Regions from separate parts of the Ctenopharyngodon idella genome. Here region 2 is linked to region 1. A link is a contact called in public Hi-C data. All regions are on one chromosome and are shown on one strand. The core of a region is the stretch at or near the end of the contact, and the rest is flanking DNA. Distances in the headings are between cores, read along the strand shown.

Region 1 (4,102 bases), core at 173-2,672:
GGAGTGGCTGAAATCATATAGCAGTTACATATCGAGGTATCAACAGGAAAGGAGGGAGTGACTGCAGCTTTGGACTCAATGAAAACTCCTGGAGTCTGGCCTGCTCTGGGTAAAAATTACTATTCCAGGCATGTTCTAACATTATAGGAGTGTACCTAGATCAGCCAGCTGGATCTTTGTCATTTTACTGTGTTTTCTCTGAAACAGGCAAATTGATCCACATTTACACCTTCCACTGAGTATTCACTATGCAGGATTTGGTGTTGGGGTTGACAGTGGCTCTTCAGTGTGTTTAAAATATGCTTAAATTATTTATTTATTATGTTAGTGTGATATAGTAATCTGTGCACCATGCACAAAGAAATGTATTAAAAAACACATTTTTATGAAAAATGTGAATTTCTGAGCCCAAGTGTTTTCTCCCAGTGCATAACTTACATTTGACTGTTATATTCTTATTTGTAAATAAGTGTATATAAATATTAATAATAACTTCACACTTGTATTTCCATTTTGCATCCTAAAACCAAACAAACAAATTAACAAACAATGTTAACTATCTAGTTGGAGGTCACATTTAGTTATTATAATATCATTGAAATACTACTGTTAGTAGTGTCTTAAATTTAAAGAGAAATGAAATGTCATAGTAACATTTTTTTCCCTTCATTATCATTTTGTATATAAACTATAAGAACATGAAATAGACACTGTTTGTTCTTGATCATGTGTTGCACTTTGGACCTAGGTAAAAACATTTTCATACATGTACAACCCACTTTAATGTTGTCTAAAGGTCTATATCTATATCTAGCATCAAATATCAAATGATCCTTGGTTAACTTAGCTGTTCTGACTTAGATTTAACATTTTAAAATCTTGTGGTGTTCTTCTTATTTCTCTTTTTTGCAAGTTTATGATAAAAATCATTCATTGCACATACCAAAGCCATGTTGCCAATCTTCTACATTGTATTTTTTTCCTAAAAAAAGAAATTATATTTTAGCCACATGTAATAAAATGTTGCCATATTTTTAAGAAACCATGAATGTAGCTCATATAGGCCTATTGAAAATGAAAGCTTCAAGTGCCAAAATGTAATATATGTAGTATTTACAGGTATATTTACAACATGGATTCTTAGCTGACATTTAAATAGGCCTTACAAATTCTATAATCATAAACAATTGTGATTGGTTCATCCTGTCCAGCGTTGAGAAAAGTAACAACTCTCATATGATACGATGTTCATGAAACTTAAGCAGCGTTCGAGACAAAAATATACATTTGATTAAAGGCACTGATAAACTTTAATATTCTTTAACTTGAAAATATACATTAAAGGGTTACATTAATATAATTATTATTTTGACCCATCATACCGGACCAGCAAGAGTGATGATCTTTTCTATGGAGACTTTTATTTTAAAACACGTCTCCCGGAAGCCATTTTCAGCTCTGTGAAGCAAATGATGACAGCTTTTCACTGACTGCAGTGTCTCACAGTTTACTAACTTCATCATGACTGATTCTTTGCTTCGTTGGACTGTTGATAAGTTAAAGCATAGTTTTGGATTAGAGGCAAGCGATGACATTGTACAGTAAGTACATTTTAGTTGATTTTTATGCCTCTGGAGGATGAGTTGTGCGCAAGCCTATCTAATGACAATTGTGGAAATGCTGTAAAATATAAATGACAGAACTGACAATTCATAAAGTGGACTTAATGTGTACAAATGTGTCTATCTGAAAGTCCTTTCATGTATAACGAATGGTCATCGTACTTCCAATAATAATATGAATGGCACGAAAATAATACATGTAAACACCACCTTGGTACATGAGTATGAGTACTATGAGACATTTAGTCCCATAGTACTACATACCTGTTTAAAATAACCATATGGAAAACATTAATGTAATGTTTTATGTGAAATGTGTAAGAAATGTATGTGATAATTAATAAAAACAAATGAGACAGTAGATTCTTTGGAGTTTGTGATGGGGATATTTGGGCATCTAGTATCCAAACAGAAATGTTATTTTGAATGGGTCTTTGTGGGGAAAAAAACTGAGCACTATGTAAGTCAATAAAATGTTTGTTTTGTTTTTTTCCCAGGTACATCCTTTCCATTGACAATGTTGATGAAATTGTGGAGTATGTTGGAGATCTCTTGCAGGGAACAGAGGGAAACAAGGAGGAGTTTGTGGATGAGCTGGTGCAGAGATGGCAGAGGTGTCGGACGCAGGCAGCTGATGGTCTGGGAGACGGCCTCAGGAAAGAGGCAATCATGGGTAAATATGGACACATGATGTTTTCATTGTGAATACAGAATTAAGAATTTTGGATTTAACTGAAGAATTAAGGATAGAATAGGAGTTACAATTTCCATATTGGCAATGATTAATATTCTTGTAAATAATCTGTATCTGTGTCTGTATTTACATGTTTTCAAACAGCCATTCAGATTTTTTTATTCACTGTAATGTTTATCAAACAACACCAAATACAAGAGTACAGAGAAAGAGAGCCGTTTATGGATTCTTCCTCTGCTATTCACTGTCGCTTAGCAAAACAGTTTGTTCAGGAGCATCATCGTCATAGATTTATTTAACATCTATGTCTCCGGGCACATGACCAGAAGTGTGAATCTAATTGGTTGTCCAGTTTTATTTGCAGTGCGATGGAAAAGATATTCGAACACCTCTCTGTAAACACTGACAACTGACGAATTGTGAATGTTTGTGTTTGTCTGAGAAGACAGAATTCATTCAAATTAAAATTTTTATTGCACCGAACATTTGTCTTGGTGTGAACGGGCATTAATCCCTGCCCATGCAAGCTACCATTTAATTTGTCTGCATTTTTGCATGTAACACCAACATCTCAAAATCCAATTAACCCTATGCACGGTTACGTCCTGGTTTTCGATAAGCCAGCTCGGGCATTTCCGGTGAGCTGTCATTCTGTACTCGCTGTAAATTGACGCAAAACCATTAATGGTTGACTTTTTAATGTTGTATTTATATTTTAATGCAGTTATCACACTTGCCTAATTTGTCAGTTTTACTGATTGCAATAAAGTCTAAGCTAATGGGAACGTTTGAATAAGAAGCACTGTGTCTGTAATTAGACACGCACATGCAACATTTTTCCAGCACTTCAAATGTTATTTTTAATGTGATGACCAAAAACATTATTTGTTCATCCTCCTGAGATTGTCTTCATTTGTAAAACCGAACGTTTTAAGATGTAGAAAATCCAATATTTGATAGAAAACTATTTTTATTAAAACTATATTTTATTACCACTATAACCAGCAGATGGCAGCAGAGTAGCATTTAATGGCTCATAGCCATTTTCTTGTAATAGTTTTTCACTCAGTTTAACTTCTGAATACATATTAAACATTATAAAATCACTAGGTTTAAAAATACTTTTAATTTTTAAAAATTGTCAAGGTGAAGTGTGAAGTATGAAGTACTCACAAAATCTCTTGAAAAACAATAACTTTTCTTGTGAATGAATTACACAGAAAGGGAGCACCGCGCTTCTCCCTCCCTTCATAATCACAGAAGCTGTCAGTCAGTGCAGCGCAAGATCAATGATTTTTTGCACTCTTGTGAAATCTCACATTTTATTCAATTAATAAATTAGTGACATTTCACAGGAAGTTTTCCAGCTGGCTTATATTATTGTGGAAGTTCTTAAGAACGTTCTGTGCATATAGTCAGTTAACAACTGATGAACTTACAGTTTTATTGCAGCTTTAAAAAGTACTGAATTATAGTGCTTGATCTCTGCATTCCTACCAATAATATTGTAATTTCTATGAAAATATATCTATTGAGTGTCAATAAAGGAATATTGTATGAAATCTCTACCACAGAGGATCTAGACACAACTCCCAAAGACACCCAGAAGAAGTCCAAACGAAAGGGAAGAAACAAGCAAGAGATTGCTGCTGTCTGTCAGGCAGAGCCAGAGCCTGTGAAAACTCCCATTGACTTGATGAAGGTATGTCACCTAATTTAAATATCTAAAATTCTTTCATGAAATATATGAAGTTCAACTATAGGTGGAAAGACTTACAGAGGGATT
Region 2 (3,992 bases), core at 281-2,780, 140 kb after region 1:
TAAGGTCCAGTCACTACTAAAGGACACTCATTCGCACTGTGTCAGTGATTCTTCATCAAATTAATTAATTTATCCCATTCCTACACGTTTGACCAAAACATCTTCATGATTTCCCCCAACCGTTACTGATTTCTGGAATTCTGCATTTTATAGAGATTATGCAATTTATATCCAATGAAACGCTAGAAAATGTTATATGCACTGTAGAATTGTGAGTCACTTACTTTTTAAGAATTATTTCCCAATGGTATGTCAGTCATTTTTTTTTTTTAAATCTGTGATATTTCCGCATTTTCTATGACTGTGGGAACGCTGTGTTTAGTGTTTATATGACTGACAGGCTCAATAAATTGCTGTAAATATTTCAAATGCTTCACCTTTAAAATCTTGGATGCATGAAATTCCAAGTCCCTAGCATTTTAATTCACTTTCCATATTATTGCTCTAATGCTGTTAGACAGTCATATGATAACAATGAAATGTCTGAAAGGGTAATTGTTTGTAATCATTTGCACAGTAAGAGCCGTAAGCCCTTTCGGCTTGTGTAAAGTGCTTTGTCTATGACAAAAGGAGCTTTTTATGTGCAACGTGATGCAGCAGTGGAGATTATGCAGCGGGATGATTTTGTGGATTGTAAATGTAAAATCTGATTATCACTGAATCTGATGGGAGGGGGATGGGAGGGAGGCAGGGAGATGCTGAGGCAATGACTTTTCCTCTGATGTCCTGCAAGGGCATGGAAGTACACTTTTCCTCTTGCTGCTTAGCAAGTCTGCATCAGATATCTGGGATTTCATGGGATGCACTATATACGCAGCCAGTTCTGAGGCTCCTTCAGCGGAGGGGCCTGAGGCACAGAGACGCCCCCATGGTCACGGCACCAGGACCTGTCGCACCAGAGACCGGTGAGGCTCAGATGAATAATAGTGTGTGGACTGACTGTTGACATGTCTTTTATTAATGCTGATCTTTAAGCTGTTAAAAACTCAACTGATCTGTGTAGTAGGAAATTTATCGCCAAAATGTGAATGTCCCCATTCATTTCAGGCTGTTGGTGTGTGCTTTATTCCTACTTTGTGCATTTTCATTTTGTATTTGATACATATGCTTTCTTGTGTACATCTGTTTGTAACTTAATTTACACAAATTTAGGCTTATTATTTATTATCTTGTTTTTAAATCTCAAATTAAAATCAAAGTAGAAATATAATATTACCAACAACTGTTGTAAAGTACTAGCTAAATGAAATGCTTCTGTCATGAAGTAGTATATTAATAATATAGGATGATGATAATACTATTTTGAAATGTTTTCTTTATGTTAGCAGGCTAAGTGAAACATTTAAAAGAAAACCTCCATACAGATCCATTTTTATAGACGTCTACGGACATTTACTTTGTCAGCCATTGTCAGAAGTGTCTGGACTAGAAAAATAATTGATTTAACGAGCAAATGGGTATTTATTCCGATTCTGCAGCGTGTCAGTCAGTCTGTGTAATGTGTGTGTGCTGATACAGAGGAGTAAATCCAGCGAGAGTTCCCGGAGCTTCCTAATAACACCGAGTCGCTAATGCTGCTGACGCTACAGCTCTCATAAGACATCACACTACATAACGCTCACAATCACACTTGTTATGACCCTTTACATTAATAAACACGCTCTTTATGAGCACGGACTATTATAACGCCGGTAATGATGCCGTTGTCTTTACACTGACACGTCTCTATGGGATATGTCGAGCGAGGTTTTGGATATTTCCTCACCGCCAGGTACGTGTCAACTCACTATATTTGGCGAACGTAGTGAGGTCTACTGTTTGTAATTCACATATCTAATTCGCGTACAGGTTTTGATTGATGTTCGCTCGGAGAATATGGTAAAGATAGCCAGTTGATTTGATCGGTGTGATTTACATTGTTTAATGCTAAATTTACACTGCCTAACTCATTACAAATGAGTAAATTCGTATCCCATTTCAAAGACTGAGCAGCGGGAAACCGTTGTAAAACCCAGCTAACGGGGAACGTTCTCAGAACTTTGGCTAATGTTCTAGCAAGGCTTTCTCAAACTTTTTTCTAGTAACATTGATATAACGTTCAGTGAATGTTATCTGGTCCTTGATAATGTTAGCACAAAAACATACATCGTTGATGGAACGGGTTTTCTTTCATTTTGGATGTTAAAGTTCTGTCAATGTTCTCTCAGTTATGAACAAACGGTCACACTTAAGATTAATTCTCACTATTAACTACGACTTTTGCCTCAATATACTCCTAATTACTGCTTATTAATTTTTATGTAGGTAGTTATGTTGCGTATTGGTAGGATTAAGGGATGTAGAATATGGTCATGCAGAATAAGGCATTAATATGTGCTTTATAAGTACTAATAAACAGCCAATATCCTAGTAATATGCATGCTAGTAAGCAACTAGTTAATAGCGAGAATTGGACCCTAAACTAAAGTGTTACCGAACAAACATTTGTCAAGTAACTTGTAGGCCTAATGCAACATTTGTTCAAAGTTATCTGGTCCTTAATAATGTTAGCACAAAAAAAATGTTTAAACATACATACTAAGTTTTTCTGAAACGTTTTAGTTGGATGTTTGTCTGTTTATTTAATGTTACTTGTTTCAGAACATTCCAAAGGAATGTTCCCATAATGTTTACAAAATTATAAAATGGAATGTTCCCTTAACATTTGTATAACCAAGAAAAAACATTTTTAAATAATTTCAACATGCAGAAATGACGTTTTCATAACCTAATGTGAACGTTAGCAAAACGTTCTTAGAATATATTTTTGTTAGCTGGAAATACAGTAAAAATACTGCTACTGTACGCTGCACAACAATTAAGTTCTATATTAATGTGCCAAAGTTGCTACATTGGCAGCCGCAAACTGTCAAGCGAGCGATTTACTTGGCAGATAATTATTAGTTTTTATTCAGAATCTTATGTATTTGAAATTTGTATGTTTTATAATAATGATGATGCATTTTATTTATTGGTGCCTTACATGACAGCAAATTACACCTTACAAGCAGATAAAACAAAATGACAAAAGCCAGCAATTTGGCCTAAAAAAATTACAACCAATAAAAGATACATATACACAGTCACTGTAAAGCCTGCCAATAGGCGAGATTTAAAAATGGGAAGATTATCACTATTGCTGATGTCCTGTGAAAGGAAGTTTGAAAGATTAGGGGCAGCATAGCTAAAAGCTCTAGATCCCATAGAAGCCATACACATATGAGGAAGAACTAGAGAACATGTAGATGATGATCTAAGTGTTTGAGAGGGAGTATATATGGAGAGATGATCAGACAAATAAGAAGGAGTGAGATTATGCAATGCCTTGTAAACAAGAAGCAATATTTTGAATTCAATGTTGCTTAACAGGAAGCCAATAATCAATATGTGATGTGACAAGCACATGAACCATAATGGCAGTGCTCCTCATTGAGAGGGCTGGACGGAGACGATTAATGTGACGTATGTAATAATAAGCTGTCCGGGTAACATTATTAATATGTGACAGAGTATTTTCAAAGATACCACCCAAGCTCTTAACCTGCATAGAAGGGGAAACTGGAGAATCATATATAGAAAAAAAACATTATTTTTTGTACCTATAAGAATAATTTCTCTTTTGCTATGTTTAAGAAAATTGAATATAATAAAATATATTTTATTATTTAATGTTCGCCACCATTTCGCTCGATGCATTGCGTTACAGTGATTTTATCATTGTTACAGAAGTTTAGGCAGCTATAAAATTGCTTTATTGAACTGTAACCACACTGACTTTAATTTAAGCAGATATGTCTGGTGGTTTGTTGCTAGTATGAAGGCTATGTATAGACCTTAGTCAGGTTAGACGCCATATTGAATTCAACACGGATGAAAACAAGGCTGTGAGGGATAGATGCACAGTCTAGATCACGTCATTTTCCAATTTTCAAAACTGTTTTATGGAGATTTAG

Evidence for each region. Hi-C and Micro-C count contacts between places; a contact is called where the count stands out from the background.
Region 2: a Hi-C map of muscle shows a contact between it and region 1, with 3 times the contacts expected there. The contact joins the promoter of gramd2aa here to the promoter of trip4 in region 1. A contact is called at or near these places in 2 of 2 Hi-C or Micro-C datasets (both in muscle).

What each region holds. Positions count from the first base shown.
Region 1 is chr7:43,910,026-43,914,127 of HZGC01, forward strand. It overlaps trip4 (thyroid hormone receptor interactor 4), which reads left to right and starts at 1,423. Exons shown (of 13, transcript XM_051900852.1): 1 at 1,423-1,601; 2 at 2,120-2,295; 3 at 3,891-4,018. The coding sequence starts at 1,522.
Region 2 is chr7:44,046,316-44,050,307 of HZGC01, forward strand. It overlaps gramd2aa (GRAM domain containing 2Aa), which reads left to right and starts at 1,531. Exons shown (of 11, transcript XM_051900858.1): 1 at 1,531-1,771. The coding sequence starts at 1,728.